Regions from separate parts of the Pan troglodytes genome. Here region 2 is linked to region 1. The links are chromatin contacts, called in public HiChIP or PLAC-seq maps. All regions are on one chromosome and are shown on one strand. The core of a region is the stretch at or near the end of the contact, and the rest is flanking DNA. Distances in the headings are between cores, read along the strand shown. Region 1 overlaps RP1L1 (RP1 like 1). Region 2 holds the start of PINX1 (PIN2 (TERF1) interacting telomerase inhibitor 1).

Evidence for each region. HiChIP or PLAC-seq counts read pairs in DNA pulled down with a chosen protein or histone mark.
Region 2: a contact with region 1 is called in an H3K4me3 HiChIP or PLAC-seq map of stem cell-derived excitatory neurons, with 6 times the contacts expected there. The contact joins the promoter of PINX1 here to the enhancer-like site in region 1.

What each region holds. Positions count from the first base shown.
Region 1 is chr7:16,583,730-16,590,159 of NHGRI_mPanTro3-v2.0_pri, forward strand. RP1L1 (RP1 like 1) reads right to left here. Exons shown (of 3, transcript XM_016959005.4): 3 at 3,895-6,430. The coding sequence ends at 5,902. Among named protein-coding and RNA genes, the nearest start is that of RP1L1, 20 kb to the right of the region's middle. Within about 2 kb of position 1,337, at least 2 of the 24 cell types and tissues checked have an H3K27ac peak or open chromatin away from gene starts, as enhancers often do. A contact at or near this core is called in stem cell-derived excitatory neurons, where this site is marked.
Region 2 is chr7:16,825,822-16,832,289 of NHGRI_mPanTro3-v2.0_pri, forward strand. PINX1 (PIN2 (TERF1) interacting telomerase inhibitor 1) reads right to left here and starts at 3,689. Exons shown (of 7, transcript XM_054656525.2): 1 at 3,369-3,689. The coding sequence starts at 3,618. It overlaps LOC101059533 (a long non-coding RNA gene), which reads left to right and starts at 3,978. Exons shown (of 4, transcript XR_001720022.3): 1 at 3,978-4,066; 2 at 4,555-4,622; 3 at 5,627-5,728.

The DNA of each region.
Region 1 (6,430 bases), core at 87-2,586:
TGCCCAGGACGGGCATGGAGTACTCCCTAGAGCAAAGGCCCTGCAGGCCCAGGCATCTGGTGCTGGAGTGGTGGCTTCCGGGACACTGGGAGCTGCTAGGCTGGGGCAAGAGGAAGATGGGTGAAGGGGGAGGGGACAGCAGGCTAGGACAGGGGAGGGGCGGGAGGAGAGAGAAGGAGGAGGAGGGGAGGAAAGGAGGTAGGGAAATGGGGTAAGCAGAACCCAGGCTGAGGGGCTGGCCCTGGCTGGGGGTGGTGAGAGGCCCTTGGGCAGTTGCAGGCAGAGGCAGCATGGCGAGCTTTCTCTTTTCCAGAGGCAAGTGGTGGCAAGTGGTGAGGACAGAGTGGCGTGGGCAAGTCTAGATGTGGGGACACCCTGAGGAGGCAGGTGGAGGGGTTGGGAAGGCAGGAACTGCTGGGCCTGGGGCAGCTTTAGTAGATTCAGGGCTGGGAGCTGGGGGTGGGGGTGGATAAGCCTGGGATGACTGGGGGCCAGGTCTAGCCATGGGGACAAGAGCAGGCTGAGGACGAGGACAGAGGGTGCCGTCTGCTGGGTGTGTGGCTCCCAGGCAATGTGGTGAAGGGAGCTGAGAGAGATCCTGGGCCTGAGCCATGGACTTGGGAGTCCTCTGCCCAAAAGCAGGAGAAGGAACAGCAGAGCACGGATGGGCTCTGCTGGCACGGAGGTTCCAGAGCTGGGCTAGAGAGGGCCAGAGATGGTCACCAAGTTGGGGTCAGTGTCTTAGGAGTGCTGGCCACCACCGTCTAGGGACATGATGACTGAGAACACCCCAGCCTTTGGAAAATAGGATCATAGCCAGCAGTGATGCGGGGCCCAGCGGGTGGTGGGGGCGGTGAGAGGAGAGGGGAGGAGAGAAAGAGGTGATGGAGGAGGCAGGCAGGGCCGGGGGGGAGTATGCTTCTCACTCACAGGGCTGCAGGGGCCTCACCCACAATCTGAGTGCCTGGGGCCATGATCACCCCAACCAGGTCTCAAAATGTGGGACCCAGGAGGGCACAGGTGGGCTCGGTCAGCCTCTCAGGGTGAGGGTTGAACCAATGGGAGGCTGGAGACCTGGTCCCTGGACGAGCGCCATGAGGCTGCCGCCTGCCGCCTGGATCTGGAGGCTCAGCTTGGACCCCAGGCCAATGACCCCAGGAGGCCAGGCCTGGCTGGATCCAGCGGAAGTCACGAAACAAGCCAGGGTCCCTCTGCCCGGGGTACTTGGTTAGTGAGAGGGAGCGAGCCCCGGCGCCTCTGCAGCCCAGGCGTGTGTCTGTGCGGGCTGAGTCCCGTCTCCATAGATGGGGGCCTGGGCTGCCAGCTGTGCCTGTGGACACCGGGGCAGGAGGGTCAGAGGAGGGAGATGGCTCCGTATCCACCCTAATTGCCTCTCCGGAGAGGAAGACGGAGCGAGAGGTTGACTCTGGCTGACCCCCACTGTCCCTTGGGGAGACTACATAATGAGAGCAAGGAAGCAGCTGTCTGTGTGTTCGTGTGTGTGTGCGTGTCCGTGTGTGTGTTTGCTGGGCCGGGGCTGGTGAGAGGTGCTCAGCCTCTCCGAGGACCACACATCCTGGTGGGAGGGTGGCCCGGATATAGAATGCAGGCAGGCGGCGGGGTGTTTTGTGCCCGCTTTCCTCTGGGCGCCCAGATGTAGAATGCAGGCAGGCAGCGGGGATTTGTGCCCGCTTTCCTCTGGGCGCCCGGATGTAGAATGCAGGCAGGCGGCGGGGGTTTGTGCCCGCTTTCCTCCGGGAGCTTGGTGAAATGCACATTCCTAGGCCTCGGACACACTGGATCAGAATTTCATAAGCGGAACTGTCCATCTTAAAGCCCCGTAGGTGGTTTTCATGTTCATTTAAGTGAAGGAAAAAAACCCACGGGCCTGTGAGATCTTTGGAAACCTCAGGAACCTCTCGGTTCCAAGCATGCACTTATGTTGAAGGCTTCATAAGATTAAGGATGGGTCTCCTTCTCCCCTGGCCGGGCTAGATGGGCCCTTCTGGAGACACAGCCTGTCCTCGCGTGGAGACCCCAATGACGCAGGGAGTTTGAATGGAGAGGAATGGGGGCATGTGGGTGAGGGGACAACTAGTCTGGATGACAAGGGAGTGGCTTTGCTGCCTGCCTGCGTTTCTCTGCAGGGCCTCTCCTAGTTCTGGGATGGGGGATATTGAGTGAGAGACGGAGAAAGGCCTGGAATCTGGTCTGGGCTCAGCCACTCACACAGCTGTGGGGTTTTGGACTGAATCAGCCATCACCTACCTCCACTGAACATCAAACCCCTCCACGAGCACTGTGCTGAAGCCCTGCCCCAGACTGATAAAGTCAGCATCTCTAGGTGTGGGGCTGGACATGGGTCTTTGGTTCTAACCCCTAAATGGTGATCCTTTTCAACTGGAGTCTCTGATCCCCACCAGCTGGACAATAGACAGGAGAGAAGGGCGTGGTTCCCTCCCCTTCCCCTTCAAGGAGAAACTCCCCTGGCCAAAAGCTTTCACATTATGCTGATACTATGGTTCCTTCGTCAGCATTTGAGTGACACATGACATGGGTTTTGATTCGGGGCAGGCTGAGGCTATAGGAATGCCAGCATTTTAAGAGATGCTAAAAGAGTGCTGTAGAGAAAGGAATCAAGGAGAAGGCACAAAAATCCTCTCAGCCGATGGCCCTGAAATTCTTTATCTCCAGGTCAGAAGGAAACACAGAGTTGTCCATTAACAACAAATTTTTTAAATATAAACTGCAGACGTACGGGGCGGGGGTGGTTTAAAGCGGGTGTGTTTGTAAACTAAAAGGAGAATCCCATGGGCAGATAACTTCATTTTAATGCAGATAACTTTTCAGTTTAATGATCGGCTTTATAAACCCAGGTTATCTGCAGCTGCTGCTATCTGTACAGAAGGAGAACATTGCTGGAGGCAGAATGGAATCAGCTGAACCAAAAATCCCATTTAATTTACTCCCCTAAGTTGTCACTATCTTGCAGTAAAGTCATTCAACAAGGTGTTGGCTACCTCTAGCTAAGGTGTTTATTTACAGGATCTAAATCAAAACAAAAAAGAAAAATTATGATACAATGGAAGATGTGGATTTGGAGTCTGAAATATCTGAGTTTAAATCCTGGCTTTGTTCCTAACTAGCTGTGTGAGTCTGGGCAAGTCTGTCTCTCTTCCAAGCCTCGGTTTCTCCATTTGTGAAATGGAACACCTACTTGCCTATTTCACAGACGTGTTGAGAAGTTTAAATCTCACAAATGATCATTTATATCAAGAGTCTAGTATGATACGTGACACATTGTAGGCACTGAATACTTAGCAGTTATAATTAAAATATGCATCTATCCCCACCATGTGTGTAATAAAGTTTCATATTATCTATTTCTCAACACTACAGTGAGGAAAACATCATTTAGCCCATTTCGCAGATGCTGAAACTGAGTTGGGATCACTGGGACTTCAGCCCAGGTCCTTCAGCTCCAGGTCCCATGCTCTTTTCATTGCATGCTGTTAACTAGAGATGGACAATGCCATTTTAATGAGGTGCCAGGTCAGTAAGTGACAGGGACAGGACTGGCTGTCACTAGCATTGGGGCAGGGGGGGCAGGGAGTGAAACAAAGGGGTTGGAGCATCTCTCAGAGAAAGAATGGGGACTTCAAATCACAGAAGAGGTGCCCGGTGGATGCTTCATGCCAGCCAGTAGTGGTGACAAGTGCTGCACGCCCCTGCATGTCACCATTTCCAGAACAAGCTCACAGTGCAATCTGTTCCACTGGGGGCTTCTAGCTAAGATGCCAGTTCTGATTGACATGTGACTTGTGAGTGTAATTCTTCACCAGCCCTTCATCCAATATGAAGAAACACTACCCCCCAAATATATCATAGTTTACATTTATATAAAATTATGCTTTTATTGTAAACACCTTAAGGAATCACCTTTGCAGAACATTTTTAAAACATGTCAATTTTTTTTTTTTTTTTTTGAGACAGAGTCTCACTCTGTCACCCAGGCTGGAATGCAGTGGCACAATCTTGGCTCAGTGCAACCTCCGCCTCCTGGGTTCAAGTGATTCTCCTGCCTCAGCCTCCCGAGTAGCTGGGATTACAGGCATGCACCACCAGGCCCTGCTAATTTTTGTATTTTTAGTAGAGATGGGGTTTCACCATGTTGGCCAGGCTGGTCTCAAACTCCTGACCTCAGGTGATCTGCCCGCCTCGGCCTCCCAAAATGCTGGGATTACAGCCGTGAGCCACTATGCCTGGCACATGTCAGAATTTTTAAATAACATCTCCATTTGTAGATAGAAGACTGCAGACATGTACAGACAACAGATACCCAACCTTTGCTTTGTGTGGATACATTTAGATAACTGGGGGCAGTACCTGTCATTGTAGCACAGACTCCATTTTAATACATCTGGATGCCACAAAATGAATGCTCTGGTATATGCGGGAAAGCCAGTGAGAACCAGTCAAAGACATTCTACCCCATCCAGGAGCTCTCTACCTGCATGTGGCTCAGTCTAAGCCCTGCTTTTGAAGGGTGTGCAGAGAGGGCATTTTTAAAATCTTGCAAATGAGAAATAGAATTTAAAAAAATTTATAAAGGGCACAGGCAAATCAATTCATTAAAATAAAAAAAAGCTGGGATCTCAGTAGAAAAATGGGTCAAAAGCATGCACACATCATTTACATTCAAATAGTTTTTTAAAACCTAGAAAAAATTTTAATTTCATTAGTTATCAAATATATATCTAAGATAGTACCGCATTAAAATAAGATACTATTTTTTTGCCAATGAAATTTGCAAATGATTTTTCAGTTTTAATGACAACACCAAACACTGATCATACTCTCACCGTGAGTACAGATCTTTAGAAAAAACAGTTTGGCTGCAGGATATCAAAAGCCTTAAAAATGTTGATATCCTTTGGCCTGGTAATTCCATGCCTGGGAGTCTACCCTAAGGAATTAATCAGAAGTTCAAGAAAAAAAAAAGTGTTAAAAGCAAAATAAGGGAAACCATCTAAAAGGTCAAAAATAGGAAAATGAGAAAGTATTCAATATACTCGTTAACGGCACATTATTCAGGTTTATGAATAATGTTAAGAGATAGGTTTATGATGATTTTGAGATAAACAGGGGAAATCCTTACATTGTTAAGTTTTTAAAACATATGTAAATATATATATAAAGAATCATCTCAACTGTAAAATGGTTAGGAGGAGAAGGAAATACATTCAACTGCAAACAGAAGTCTCTGAGTGACAGGATTATTTCTTCCTTTCTGCGTTTTTTTGCATTTTCCATTTTTTCATTACAAAAAGTATCAATTAAGGAAAAACAACTTGGACTTTGGGGTTGAGAACAAACTTTATCCAATGACTCTGAAGTTACCTGCTTTGCCCAAGTATTTCTGCAGAGTCATCAAATATATTCAAGACTAGAAAAAAAGCACCTCAAAGTCAAATGAGGTGAGTGCCAGCAGAAGCCAAGGAGAAAAGTAACAGGAGATCAATAGGGAAAAGACAGAGAGAAACACTTGCTAGCAGAAAACAAACCCACAAACAAAAGCTAAACTGGAGCCTTTCCAATCAGTTCCATCTTTCGGGCTCTGCAGACAAATAAATGGGAGCCGGGCTGACCTCCGATAACCGGGCAGATCCGCAGACCCCCCTTTCTTCACACTGCGTGTGGGACGGGCCACAGAGCTCTCTGAAGCTTCTGGACTTAGAGTCCCAGGACAGCATGGCATGGGCTGTGTCCTTGGCAAGTCCTTGGTCTTTGTCCATGTACTGTGGACGTCTCCAGTGGACTGAACGTTGCTCAGTTTTGTAGAAAAAATATGAATAAAAACAGAGCTCCGAAGCCCGTGATTGTTTTGTAGCTTGATCTTGTCTAGAAATCTAAGTCATCTTGGCCAAAGCCGTCTGCCCTGCCCACTGCCACGGTGGGGGCGAGACTTCCGAGTGCCTGGTCCTCTTGTACGTCATAGCCTTCACTGGCCCCCTGCTCTGGAGTCCTTGAGCCCAAAGGGGCCTCTTCTTGCTCAGAAGTAGAACTTTCTGGATACATCCTGGTGGCCTTCCTCTCTGCATGAGGGGCCCCCATGGACTTGGCATCAGGGCTCCTTGTGTCTCCACGTACATGGTCATTTTCTGAGTCTTTCTGCCAGCAGTTGCCCCGAGAGGATGCTTTGGAGGAGGAAGGGCCTGTTTGGGAGCCTGGCCTTTGGTGGGGAGTGTCTCCACCTGGGGAAGGGGGTGGAGTGGGCCTGTCCTCAGGGACTGGGCTGCTGCCTTCAGAAGCCTCCTCAGATTGGCCATCTCCTAGACTGACCTGAGGGCTCCCCTTTTTCTCACCTTGAGTTTCTCCTTCCAACTCTGGCGGGGCCTCCCCTTCAGCCTCTGGGGTCTCTACACCTTCT
Region 2 (6,468 bases), core at 2,439-4,938, 240 kb after region 1:
AATGAGAAATTTGGAGGTGTCATTATCATTTATCTGCCATATCAATATAAGCACATTGTCTCACCATCAACACAACCCCTCCTACCTTGCCCATCTCATCACATAATTAAAAAATAACATGACCCCCTGTCAAAGGGGCTCACTGTGGCACACATAAAATCAATAGAGGCCCATAACTATGCACACTCCAGCAAAAATAGGAAATCCTTTACAAATACACAGGCAGAAAAAAAGGCCCTCAACAAAGCAAAACAAGTTGGGCTCGAATTCGTAGTGTTTTGCAGAAAAAAAAAGGTGACCCAAAAATGTTCCATCTAAATTACCACTTTACTTATCTTGGCAAATACTCAGCATAACACCGCCTCTGCTAATGAACAACACACCAGAGAGAAGCCTGTTAGCCAGTATTCTGTATGCAAGCTGGCATCAGTGTGTCAGAGTTCATGTGTCTATGCAGTGCTTGCCAGGGGTCTTTGACTAGAGCTTGTACAAAGGAGACAGTTTTGAGAATAAGCTCACGCTCTGCAGTTAAGAACTGCACACGCTTCACATTACCTACTTATATAAAACAAACTATAATGCCTACACAAGAGATTAGCTATTCAAGGTCAATTCCTCTCCCCTGGGGAAATGGCAGTTAGCTTCAATCAATGGGATCACACCAGTGTTTCCAAACAAGGATGTTGGGGGGGCGGGGGGTGGCAGTTTCCCATTAAAAATGAGTAACACTGGGTTAAACTAAATTTAATATTGAAGAATCTCCCGGAAACTGTACTATGCAAATGTGCAGATCCTCTTAGAGGAGGCCAGAGCAGGCCTGCCATGCTTCCCAGACAACTTGACCAGAACCCTGCTTCCCCGGAACATTTCCCAGCTCTAATGTCACCCAAGCTTCCAGGTGTGGAAAATCATGGTAAGGAAAAGACTGCCTCTGAGCTGTTTCAATTGGATCACCTTTTACATGTCCTTTGTAATTCTCATGCCACAGTCTGTTCTGTGCTCAGATCTCAGCTTTGTTCACTAACACAGAAGGCCTCACTGCTATCCTTTGAAAGGCCTGTTTATAACAGGGAACTCAAGGGTTCCCACCATTCGCAGAACTGGTAAGAGTGGCTCATTATGCCTGTTTATGCAAATGATACAGTTTATGCTGAGCACCTGCTTTCCTTCTGCGAGCCTGGAATTTTGGTGCCTCCCAGGTAGAGGGTGTCTATGTGACCAGGCCCCAGGAAATCCCTGGCACCGAGTCTCTCACTAGCTTCCCTGGTGGGCAACATTCCATATTTGCTCTCAGAACTCACTACTGGAGGAATTAAGCGTGTTATGTGTGACTCCCTGGGGGAGGGCTCTGGAAGCTTGACGCCTGGCTTAGCCTGGACTTTGCCCCGTGCATCTTTTCCTTCTGCCGGCTTTGCTCTACATCCTTTTGCTGTAATAAATCTTAGCAGTGAGTGCGACTACATGCTGAGTCCTGTGCCTGAATCCCCCAGCACATCATTGAATCTGGGGATGATCTTGGGGACCCTTGACACGATCTGGAACAGCAGTGTTTACAGCATGGCGCTGGGCCTCAGGTAGAATGCCCTGAATCTGCAGAATCACTATTTGGGATGTATTTAACCATCCTCTAGCAAGTACTCCTATGTGGAGATCTAACTGTAAATGGGTCTGTCGGGATACTTTTGGGGCAAATCCAATAGAAACCATCCACACAACAGCTCAATACCACATGACTTATGCGAGGATCCCATTTACTCTAAAGGGAGTGTTGAGTCCCAAGAGCCAGAGGCAGAAGTTTTAAACAATCTCTCAAAATTCAGAGGTTGATCAGAAGGAGAGTATTGTTACACTAAATTAAATTTGGCCTGAGGAGGCCTCCGTACTTGAGTCCTTACATAACGAACTACAACCTACGTTAGAACTTAAAGGAAGCGAAAGCCTACCGTAGGAGTATACTCTTATAACATATAAGTGAGCCTCAATCCATTACAGCAGCTAGGCTTCAATCACAGGCAGCCAGCTGATTCAAATAAGGCAAATCAGAGCGGTAACCCTAACCAAGTTGTCGCTGTACCTCACTTCCGTTTACTGTCCATAAATACTGCCTGACGACATAGCAGACTGGAGTTCTTAGAACCCGTTCTAGTTCTGAAGGCTGCCCAATTCTTGAATCATTCTTTGCTCAATCAAACTCTGTATAATTTGTCTAAGGTTTTTCTTCTTAACACCAATCCTAAGTATCTAATTACAGAAGATGCTATACCCATTTAGCAAATTATGAAAAAAAACACAAAAATATTACATATTATAATGACAAGGATTTGACAATTTGGAATAACGTTGGGAAGAGGAGAACTGAAAACACTCTTGAAATCATGTAATCTGAATTACTGATGTCTACAAATAGCATTTTACACCTCTATATTTCAGACTTTTCAAACTATGTTCATGTTCACCATCTCACTGATTTAAGGCCACCTAGGGATAAAAATATTAAGAGAAGATTTTGTGGCCTCACAAACACTGATCAAAGGAACAGACATAAATGAATAGCAGAACTAGGGCCAAAGTCGCCAAGTGCATGCTGAATTAAGCAAACATCAAAGAATACGAAAACCAGAAGAGATCTTAGCTATCTAGGCTCTAACCCTGACTCCTCATTTTTTACTGGTGAAAAAATAGAACCGACGGGTTCAGTCTAAAACATACTCATTTCTATGGGTCTCCGCTGGTCTTACGGGGAAGAACATAAAGATACAGAGATAACTGGATCAATTTTGCCATTTTCTAGCTCAATGACTAGGGGCAAATTATTTTCCTTTGAACGTCAATTTCTGCCCCTGTAAAATCGGGATGGTGCCTGACCCATTTCGTTTTGTGCTCCTAAGTCCTCCACCCTCTTAGAAAAGAGAGTGCTAACAGCACTTATTTCACAAAATCCCTGTGCTGGTCTGCTTGATCTGTTAAATAAGCTGTTTCTGTTCTTTGCTCACTATACAACTCGCCAAGCAGGACCCGCTTTTCAGGATCAAAGCATGACTGCCATCTGGCGGCAAGCGACCTTCGCTACAGGTACAATTCAGAAGTTCAGCAGCCTCTCCAGAGACAGGGGTTTCACCGACTCCACCAAGTGAAGATAAATGTCAAAGGTAAACAGGCAGGACGGGGCGCTGTGGCCAACTAATAAGGTCAAAAACGCCAGTCTCACTTAGAATTACACATTAGCCCTGCACTCCCTCGCTAAGTGGCTGACGTCCCATATTTGAGACTTCTAACTCCTTTGCTTTTTCTTTTTCTGGGTCCAAGACATCTTGGACAATGTGATTACAGTTTGAAGTGATCCTTCTGCTCAACCTTCTCTTTTTAACCTGAGGAAGCTGAGGTCCGGGTGGGGAGAAGCAACCAGTCCGGGACCCCACAAAGGGCGGCGGCGGGGCCAGTCCCGGGACCCGGTGTTCTGACCCACTTCGCACGCGCCCCAGGGTGATTCTGAGGACGGCGTCTCCGGGAGACACTTGCGGTCTCTCTCACTAGCAGACCTGCGGCCAACTTTCGGGGAGCTCTGCGGCGAGCAGGACAATCAGAGCCGGGCTCGGCTCCCCGGTCCCCCGATCCCATGCGCCAGGCGCGCCGGCAACCCGAGCTCCCAGCCACTCCGGGCTGCCGTGCGCGTCACCCGGCATCTTCACCACCGCGCCTGGGTCGGGCCTCCGCTTCCGACACTCACGTTCAGCCAGCATAGACATGTCGGAGAGCCTGTGATACCGCCGCCTCTGGACCTGGGTGACTGCGGCCACTGGGCGGGCTGGAGACTCCAGGAGAATCAGGACGTGCGTAACTCCCTCGCCGGCGGACTGCAGCAGACGGGGCGCGTGCTGGTGACGTCAGTAGCGCGCGACTCGCTCCTCGAGCACGCGGCGGCGAGGGGGCGGAGCAGGGCGGGGCAACCTGGGGAGGTGACGGGACAAAGAGGGACTGAGGGGGCGGTGGCCGCCCTGCGGGAGGTGGAGAAAGGAGTACGTATTCGCTCATTGGCTAGAGTGAGTGTGCGTACTAAGCGATTGATGTGAGTAAAGCCCGCCTGGGCGTGTCTGCCGCGGAGCATAAGCTCACGTGGATTACCTGTAGGGTCTCCATCAGGAAGCCCTAGGTGCCGGCAAGAAGGGTAGTGGAAAGACGTGACCTGCCCTCAAGCAGCTCAGCCTCACGGGGAAAAGAAATGTGTAAAGAGCTGAACTTAGGGTCATGGATGTTGTATGGACAAGGAGTTTGAAAAACTTGGCTGGAGGGGAGGACTTTGCATTGTAATGTCCCATCTCTTCCTCGTACCCTACCTCTGCTTTCTGAGATAGATAAACAAATGGATGATAGATAGACAAATAGATAGATAGATAGATGATAGATAGATAGTAGATAGATATCAGAAGATAGGTCTGCTATCTATCGGTTTTTTTGTGGGACCCCACACAAAATAGTTGTGGGGAAAATGTTACCTCTTTAAATAATGGGATGCCTTCATCAAGGCAAAGGTTTTATTTATTTTCTCCACCACAGTGCACACACTGGAAGGATGCCTTTATTGTATCCATTTCTGTATTCGTACCAGCACCTCGCAAAATAATGTAAGTATGGTAAGGCTCCATAGATGTTTGCAAAATTTAATTCAAGTGTCCCTGTCTCCAGGGGAGTTCTAATAAGCTCCTAGCTATAACACTTTTAAGTATGGTAAAGACATGTTTTTGGGTGAGTGACTCTCCAGTAAACTTCAGGTGACAGTGCACACAGAAGCCTTTCCTACATAAAAGGAAGGTAAAAAGAGCACCACTCAGGTGCCAAGAAAAGCAATTGAAGGACTAGATTCTTGTTTACAATGAAATTCTCCCTTTAACTAGGAATCTGGATGAAAAAGGTAAACCCTAGTTTCATAAAAGTTAGAAGAAACACAAAAGGATGCTTATAGCTATCAGTGAATACTGAGGGGGTGAGGGGAGGCAAGTGAATGGAATTTTCCCAGCCAAGGCAGGAAAGCTGTGACATTGTGACATAGGGAACAAGGTTAAAAGTAGGGCACTGGACTCAGGAAGGCAGGATCACAAAAATCTTAGGATAATTAGCAGATCTATTTGATTATGCCAGAGAGCGTGGAAGGTAGTTATATAGAATGGAGAATACTGAATTAGTCGGAAATCAGAGTTTTTCAAGCACCTCCTGTGTTGGTATATGATTTCAGAAAGGTAATTTTGTCTCTAAGATGGTCAAGAAGATCGAAGCAGACATTTATGGCCTGTTGCCATGGTTCAGGTGGTAAATGGTTAGTTATCATTGGATCTTCTGTTACAATGAGGTGTCTCCTGGAAATGCTCAGTTAGAGGCCACAGAGGAATATTGTAGAAGGGACTCTGCCTTTTGGTGAATGCAGGATGGTTTCCTATTTTGTTTCAACCCCAGCATTCTATATGGCTATGAAATATTAATGGAGATCATCTACTGAAAAAGAATATTATTAAGTTTGGGATTTAAAAAAAATTACAGAATCTTGTTTGTATTTTAAATGGCCAGCTGGAGTGGAAATTGCACTTGTTAAAAGAAGGTGATCCAATGTAACCCATTCCATCTTGTCCTTCAGTGTCTCAGCAGACTCCCTTGGGCAATACTTCACAGACATGACTGTGCACGCCAGTCACCCAGAGATCATGTTAAAATGCACATCTGGTTCAGCAGGCCTAGGGTGAGTCTGAGATTCTGCCTTTTTTTTTTTTTTTTTTTTTTGAGACAGGGCCTCACTATGTTGCCCGTGCTGGAGCGTAGTAGTGTGACCATGGCTCACTGCAGCGTCTGCCTCTCTGACTTAAGCAGTCCTCCCACCTTAGCTATGACTACGGGCATGTGCCACAACATCCAGCTAAATTTTTTTATTTTTATTTTTTGTAGAGACAGGATATCCCTATGTTTCCCAGGCTGGTCTCAAATTCCTGGGCTAAAGTGATCCTCCCACCTCAGCTCCCAAAGTTTCAGGATTACAGGCATGAGCCAGATTCTGCATTTATAACAGGATCTAAAAATGTGGATACCAATGATCCACAGACCTTTCTTTGCATAACAGTCCATGACATGAGCAAGGTATGAATGGACTCAAGGGTAAAGTAGTTTCTCTTTTTTTTTTTTTCTATACAGGTAGTTGGCTCTCCCAAGTACGTAGTTCTGCTAGTGTAGCCAGAAAGCAGCTAAACAATAGATAAACACTCATTAATGTATCTATTGTTTGGCTGCTTTCTGGCCACACCAGCAGAACTAAGCAGTTGGGAGAGACTGTGGCCCCCAAAACCTAATATGTTTACTGTCTGATCCTTTAAGAAAAATTTCGCTGGCCCCTGAATTAATTTCAAAAACATGATGCTCAGTGGAAGAAGTACATGATATATGATTCCATTTATATGAAATTCTAGAATAGGCAACACTAATCAGGCA